2 separate regions of the Bicyclus anynana genome follow, and region 2 is linked to region 1. A link is a contact called in public Hi-C data. All regions are on one chromosome and are shown on one strand. Each heading gives the region's core, a stretch centred on a gene start, on an enhancer-like site or on the middle of the called end of the contact. The rest is flanking DNA. Distances are from core to core; before and after follow the strand shown.

The links. A called contact is a pair of places that touch in the nucleus more often than the background predicts.
Region 2: a contact with region 1 is called in a Hi-C map of whole larva, with 4 times the contacts expected there. The contact joins the promoter of LOC112051037 here to the enhancer-like site in region 1. A contact is called at or near these places in 2 of 2 Hi-C or Micro-C datasets (whole body and whole larva).

Annotation. Positions count from the first base shown.
Region 1 is chr5:18,028,366-18,032,502 of ilBicAnyn1.1, forward strand. No RefSeq gene overlaps it. Among protein-coding and RNA genes, the nearest start is that of LOC112051359, 52 kb to the left of the region's middle. Within about 2 kb of position 1,441, at least 8 of the 8 cell types and tissues checked have open chromatin away from gene starts, as enhancers often do.
Region 2 is chr5:18,511,459-18,515,450 of ilBicAnyn1.1, forward strand. It overlaps LOC112051037 (zinc finger protein 567), which reads left to right and starts at 1,950. Exons shown (of 7, transcript XM_024089504.2): 1 at 1,950-2,089. It overlaps LOC112051061 (protein tiptop-like), which reads right to left and starts at 1,568. Exons shown (of 5, transcript XM_024089536.2): 1 at 1,452-1,568.

The DNA.
Region 1 (4,137 bases), core at 191-2,690:
CAAGGCTTCATTGATCGTTGATTGTCTCTTTAATTTAAATTCATCATTTACTTATTATAATTTTTTTAAAGCTATAAATATATTTTAAAATTTAGAAAATTAGATCATCACTATCTTTATCAGCCTCAGACTAATTACATGAGGACTAGTATCGCACCCAAAATCATGAACAAAATTGTCTGTCATTATCTGAGGAAAACGAGTTTAGATTTTGTATATACACCACTCAACTACACAAAAAAAAAAATTTTTTCGGTGCTCTTTAATCGGAGAATACGATTACAACTATGTATTATCGATTCTATAGAGACAGTTTTTAAAATCGCATTACATCGTTGATCATAATATACTTTGATAGAAAAGTAACGTCTAGCGAGACAGGTCTTTATTTATTTATTTTTTTGTCGTAAGTTAGTCTGAGTAATCCGTTGGACGTCCACTGCTGGACGTAGACCCCTTGCATTCACCGGCTTCTTGTAACCCGCTTATTGTTGTAGGTTCACCTACTGGGGGCTCGACCAACACTGCGCTTTCCGATGTGGGGTCGCCACTCCAGCATGTTGAGACCCCAGTAGGTTCACCTAAGGGGGCTCAACCAACACTATGCTTTCCGATGCAGGGTCGTTACTCCAGCACGTTGAGATCCATATGCCTATCGGATTTTCGGCCTTGCCTATTGTCACTTTAGCATTGCGGGTGACTGGTTCTTCTGCGGATCTCATCTTCTATGATTCAATCACGCAGATACACTACTTTCTACTGATAATACTCTTAACTCAGAGTTGCTTTATTTGCATATTAATAATTCTCTCAGGAAATCTAGACAGTTGGAATCAATTTAACACGAATATATCTTGTTCCGACTTTCTATTGGAAGTCGAATCACTCTATCAACACATTTGAACGTTTAATGTTTGACACGTTTCCAAAACATGCGATATCTTATAAAACAGTCCATCTGCCAATCCAAACTAACTCTTAGTTCTTATGTAATAAGGTATTATATTTTGCACCACATCAAACGGTACAAGCCAATTTCATAGAGCACCTACATATTCAAAGCAGAGGTTACACCTACCGAATAAAATACACAATATGTAGTTGTCACTGCTTGATAGAACCTGTCTTTCAAACTATCTACTCTGTGTCCTAGCCACTGAAGAACTATAAACACAAAATGTCTACATACGAAAAGCATTCTTACTATTAATGTATCTAACGTTGCATTTTGAATGCCATTGAGTTGTGATATAAGCCTTTTTGTTTTGCAAATAAAAAGAACGCTCCCTTATATTAAGTTGTGGTTATAAGAAATTGTTTCGTGTACATTGCTAGTGAGATAGTGCGATCGTTTTTGTAGAAGCGAATAAGAGCGGCGATGTATGTTGAATAGATAAAACGCAGTTGGTTATCGTATAGTGCAGGAGTGGTTTAGTCCGGGTTGACATCCCTTGGGAGACAGGAGCTAGGTGTTGAGATGATCCCCGTTTGGATAGATCAATGGTATGTCAAAATTGTGTTATACTTGTGGGACTTATGCAGGCTTGCGGTAAGCGATACGGACAGTGATAGATTCTGGCTGGATTTCCACCTCACGATTCCCTGGTGGAGAAATCTGATTGGATTTAGTTATTTCTACAGACAGTTTCCTATATGTCGATTGTGGACATGTTGGAAATATCCATCATTTATTATTACTTAGGTTTCAGGGGTTTTCAATATAATTATTTTTATAAAGTATACATAACGATTGTAGTTTTAGGTGTACTTTTTATAAAGAACTTCCTCAGTCAATCTCGGAAACATACAAAATGTGCTAAGGGACGTTTATTACGACATATTATGTATTTACGATAAAATCGATCTTAATGTAAAAGGTGGTGGTATGATAAGTAGGTAAATAAAAATTATCGTAAATAAGATGATTTTAATAATTATTTTATTCTGCTAAGGAGCTGGGGGACGTTAATTTAAAAAAAAAACAATTATGGAATCCATTATAGTGCCAAAAAAATCATGCTGGATAAAAAAATATGTCCATAGAGTTCTCTTTACGTGTCAACGTTACAATGTAATCCACAAAACCACCCCCAAAATAACAAATATAAAGAGGTATGTACTTACACGTATATACAGGATGATCGGAAATGGATTAGTACGGAACGCCGTCACACCCGAGCCGAGCAGCCGTCCCAACGTATGTCAGACAAGCTGACGCGACACTACCTGACGACGCCGAGAATAAAAATTATTTATTTGCAAGAAATGTGGGTAGTTACAAATTTTTAGTTACATACTAGGGATATGGAGACTTTTAGTAATAGTAGAGTTTTTATGTCGTGAAAGCCGTGCTGGCCCAGTGGGTATGATTCTGCCTTTGATTCGGAGGGCGTAGGTACGTAGGTTCGAATCTTTTTATTTAGATATGTGCTTTTTTTTAGAGCCGTGATAGCCCAGTGGATATGAACTCTGCCTCCGATTCCGGAGGGTGTTGTTTCGACTCCGGTCCGAGGCATGCACCTCCAACGTTTCAGTTGTGTGAATTTTAAGAAATTAAATCTCACGTGTCTCATACGGTGAAGGAAAACATCGTGAAAAAATTTGCATACTAGAGAATTTTCTTAATTCTTTGCGTGTGTGAAGTCTGCCAATCCGCATTGGGCCAGCATGGTGGACTGTTGGCCTAACCCCTCTCTTTCTGAGAGGAGACTCGAGCTAAGCAGTGAGCCGAATATGGGTTGATAATGATGATGTGCCATTTAAGAAATTAAACATCACGTGTCTCCAACGGTGTAGGAAAAACGTGAGAAAACATCTACAACAGGTAAGCACCTGAGTATTTTCTCAATTCTCTACGTGTGTGAAGTCTGCCGATCCGCATTGGGCCAGCATGGTGGACTAGAAATTAGCTTAGCCGGTAGCCCTCTCATCCTCTGAGAGTAGATACGTGCTCAACAGTGAACATAGTCGAATATAGGTTGTTAATAATAAGAGCTTTTTACAAAAAGACTTGTCCAGAAACTTGTGCTGGTAGTGTTTTAACTTATGAACTATGGATGGTTGAGATAATATTATAGAAATAACCAGCTTTTTGAGTCGCAGGTCGCGAGTCGCAGGGATTCGCTGGATGCAGGCGGCTCAGTATCGTGATGTTTGGAAGTCCCTACAAAAGGCCTATGTCCTGCAGTGGACGTCTATCGGCTGATATGATGATGATGAACCAGCTTTTTAATAATTATTTATGAGTAAAATTTGTGAAAAATCTGGAGAAGTACTGCCTTTGGTCAGGCCTTAGTCCACCACGGTGGGCCATGCATGGCATGCAGGTTTCCATACGATGTTTTCCTTCACCGCTTGAGACACGTGATATTTAATTTCTTAAAATTCACATACCTAACAGAAAAGTTGGAGGTGCATGCCCCGGACCGGATTCGAACCCACGCTCCACAAATCGAAGGCAGAGGATCCATAGGGCTATTACGTCTCATTAAATTAAAATCATAAACTGGAAATATCAACTTATCTCATGAAAATTTTAAACATTTTTTGGAAAATACCTCGTATATTAGGTACATTATATTACATAATATTGTACCTACAAACTTTTCATTCATTGAGATACTAATATTAATTCAACACGATAAACTTCACTACCTAAAAATCGGGTTTGATTATAATTCACATAATTAGAAAGAAAGAAAGAAAGAAAAGATCTTTATTTTTAAGTAATGCCACATATCACATAAAATCTAAATTATAACATATTATGGCTTAACTGTCCACTCAAACAGTGGAGCACTAAAGAATGCCCTGTAACATATGGCACAACCTAGAAAAAGGCCCCATTATTATTATTATTATTATAATTATTATTTTCGATTAATTCGATAAAATTAAAAAGGTAATTTGCATTTGCTTAAAAATAAATCATGAATCGTCATCAAGCTAAAACTTCGTAGGCGCATTGTATTTGAATGCTTTGTGAAAGCATCGCTAGATGGCACTACCTGTGCCATGTCTCTGAAAACAAAGATAAGATTTTCGTCCTGTCAGGATGAAAATTATATAGTAGGTTTTTATTAAATAACGAGGAATATTCCATAACGAGTAACATATTTTATAGGTATATTTTATAAG
Region 2 (3,992 bases), core at 700-3,199, 480 kb after region 1:
TTTCCTGGACACCGCTACACCTGTTTAGTCTTAACGGATAAGTTGTTGCTTTATAATTTACTTATTCCATCTTACATGGTTAATAGTTTATTATAATTTAAATAAATTTAATTTATTATTAATACTGGACATCAGTTTTACTGTCGTTAGCATTCATTTACAAATAAAAATAGGTTCTGGGTAGGTGGATAAAAATGTTAACAATTTGCTAGAAACGATAGGGGTGCCAGAATATTAGAGAAGAGTCGTTTCCCAATTTTTAGGCGATTTTTTTACAAAAATTGTGTCTAATGTTAGTCTACTTTTTATAACTATTTTTTATTTATTTAGATTCTACGGTAAAAGTCAATGTAGCCTATTTAAAGTAATAATGCTACGAGCACTGAGCACACTTATAAAAACAGAATTACTAAAAATCACTTATAAAAAGTAGAAATGAGAAACGTAATTTTAAATATTTTTTTTATCAAGTAACTTTTGTTCCCTAATTCTATTCTGCTAATTTTTAATATACGAAACTATTTCGTTTACATTAATTTGCGTACAGAAATGACAGGTGGCGCCATCTCCTGTCACATCATGCAAATAACCAACAAGCTAAAGTTTCAGACATTTATTTTATTCTTTTATTTAAACTTAATGTGTAATTTAATACTATAATTAAAAAAAAATACTTTTTGTAATAAAATACACTACATGCAGCAAAGTGCCTGAGTAGGTATTCGTTCTACAGTTTTAAAGTACCTACTAAAGTTAAAAAAAATAACTTTAATATTCTTTCTGTGAAAAGTCAATAAAATGCAAGTAGGTAGTACTTGGTAATAAATTACCGTAAGTACTTAGTAAAGATAATAATCTTATTAGGTACTTAATGATATTTATATGTAGAACTAAAGAATAATATTATATAAATTAGTAATACAGTAATATAATAGGCACAGTTACCTTTTTCATGTTTTAGATAAATAAAATTACCTAATTACTTATATTTATTTACTTAGGTATACCTAAGTACATAATACCTAATTATGTATATTTAATATCTAGAATAATAATTATTATAATAATTATACAGTTACGCACGTAGGACGATCTACTCTAGAGGTGGCCCTTTTAGTAGGTATATGCATTCTCAGGGCAGGCAGGAGAAACTAAGATGATTTTATCAAGATAATATGTGAAACATGCTTTAATAACCACTCTTACAGTTGTTGTTATGACCAATGTTAAACATATTGTATATGTAAATAAATAAATGAAAGAAACTTCTTCTTTTCAGCAGTAATATAAATGAGTCCATCGGTACGTCTGAAGCTTTATCTGGTAGCCATGCTCTCATACATGCAAAATAATGCGGACTGATCTTGAATATCCGATGGTCTGCTTATGGGTTTTTTATTTGTCATGTTTAATTAAGCGAATCGTGGTCCGATGGCCATTGTCCGACTTACCTGCTCGACGATTTAAATCTCTCCCGCCGACCGGTTACACGGACTTGTCATCTGCCTTTTTGTTCCCATTCATTTATTTACCCCTCGATACATATACCACAACACTGACATCAAGCCACCATAAAAACCCTTATTTTATGCAGTGTTCAACATTGGTAGTCATTTTAGAATCTAACCCGTCCACAAACTTCACATTCATTTAAACAATTCATATTGTTAATAACCATAATTCTTTATTTTATATATCTAATATATAAATGTAACATTTTAGAGCACAACTAAAAATAATATAGGTATAACTGTACAGTCAACGATCTTTGCCTGTGTTTCGGCAGATCAAATTAAAAAAGTGCAAGCTAAAAAACAAAGTTCCATCGCGTTCGAAATTATTGTTTCGCATAGAGTGCGATGTTCGCGTTTTCGCGCCGCACGTTCAAAACATCGGACGCATTCCACGCGTTTGCTGTCAATGTATGTCAAGAGGGGGCGGGCCAAGAGTCGCGCGTCGGGCAACATCGGCCGGCGTCGGTACGCAGTCTGTCTCGCGGACGCAAGGTGAACTGAGTCACAATGTGTTGTAACATTCTTTAATAATAATATTCTGTGTTTTACCACAACTTTACATCATTCAAACCCTGGTAAGTCATCAATTGATTTGAAGTTTTACTTTAGTAACTTGTGAAGCTTCAATGCTCCAAATGGCGACATTTTCGTGTAAAATGTTTCGTAAATTGCTAGTCTGTACCTATATGTTTTGCTTCCAATGTTATAGTATGTTGAAATGATAATAATTGATAACGAATAATTAGAATTGTTATTTAATTATTAGAATCCGTTTCATAGCCATTGTTTCGATAAATTATAGTAAATATTACGAGATAACCTCAAAAAGTTTGCAGTGAGCGTTGACGTTGAGTTTTCACGTGGCGGTTCATAGATGGCATTGTTATTAAAGGGGCGGAGTATAGTAGTAACTTATAAGCTCTTTGAATTATTTATTTAATTTATTTAATTTTTGGCTTTTATTAAATGATATACTATTTTTTGGCTAATCAAATATTGTTTTCTGGTATATTATTAAACTTATAGATAAATACAATTTGCCTGTACATTTCCACAATAACAAAATGGTAAAAATAAATAAGTATGATGTTTACTTTTACTATTTGTTCTCCTTTTTAGTAAGTGCTAGTAAAGTATTGATATTAGTATTTCTTGTTGCGATGGCTTGAAATTCCATAAAGTAACGCCTACTTCTGTCAATTATTTATGAATTTTAGTGATCTATAAATTATTTTATCGGATAGGAGTGGGCGATTATTTGATTGGTATACTTAAGTAGGTAAGTACTACGAGTATGTAACAATATTTTGTTGTAACTGAGGCATGACATTACAATATACTGTACCTAATATTAAATTCTCAATATACGTTTACTTTAAAAAAAATATTTTGAAAACTAATGTAAGGATATAGAGGGATGAAAGTTCAAGTCGTTCCAATCAACCTTCTTTTATAGCTTCAAGATCTCACTTTTTTGTTTGTACTGAAAACTAAAATTTTGACTTAAATCTGAGATTGAGAACTAACAGTAAAAGTAGTAAAAAATATTATAAAATTATTTTATAGGTATTTTAATTTAGTGTTAATCAAAACAAACATAAAAATTTTTCTAAGTTTATACCAATCTTTTCAGCCTGACTGAGTAGGTAACAAACATTTACAATATTATTAACAAAATTTCAGCACGATTTGTTTAACTGTTACTCATATTCCACCTTGTTGAGTAGAAAACATACAAACTTCCACATTTATAATGTAAATAGGATTCTCAGCGTCAAGAATTATGTTATTCATACATAAATACGTTTAATTGTCATTCATATTTCGCACGGCCTAAGGCCTGCGCGGTTGTTCCAGCCGGCGACTATTATGCAACTACTCGTAAATCTGTCGCCCGAGACGTGCGTAATCTGCCCTTTATGACGAGTGATGCATTACTTCTATTGTTTGAGAGTCGTAAATTTCATTTTTTCCATCGCACTGTTGCATAATTCTCTCTATTCTTTCGAAAGTTCGTGGGGATCCTTTCTTAAAATCAATAACAAGTACCGGTTAGATATATTAAATGCCTGCGTTGTGGTGGTTCCACTCTTGTTTTTGTACGTTTCATTATCATAATTTTGGGAATCATCAGTTTTCATTAGTAATGGTGTTTTACAAGGTATGTTTGGCGTTAAAAATTGTAACTAGAACATCTTCCTTTTTTTCCAACATCATCAAACCAATTCCTGACATATAAAGACTATAATGGCATGTATGAACAATATTTCAAAGTAGACTCTTTAGTAGAAGATAGACTCTTTAGTACTTTTTAACTAAAGTTGTCTTACCACTTGCTCGGAAAATTACTAATATATTTGTATTAGTAATTTTCCGAGATTCTCGTAATATAATTATTACGAGTCTGCACTAAGTTATAGAAATTAAAATATGAATGTAAGTATGAAACGTGTTTTCTCTTCCATTAAAAACATGAAG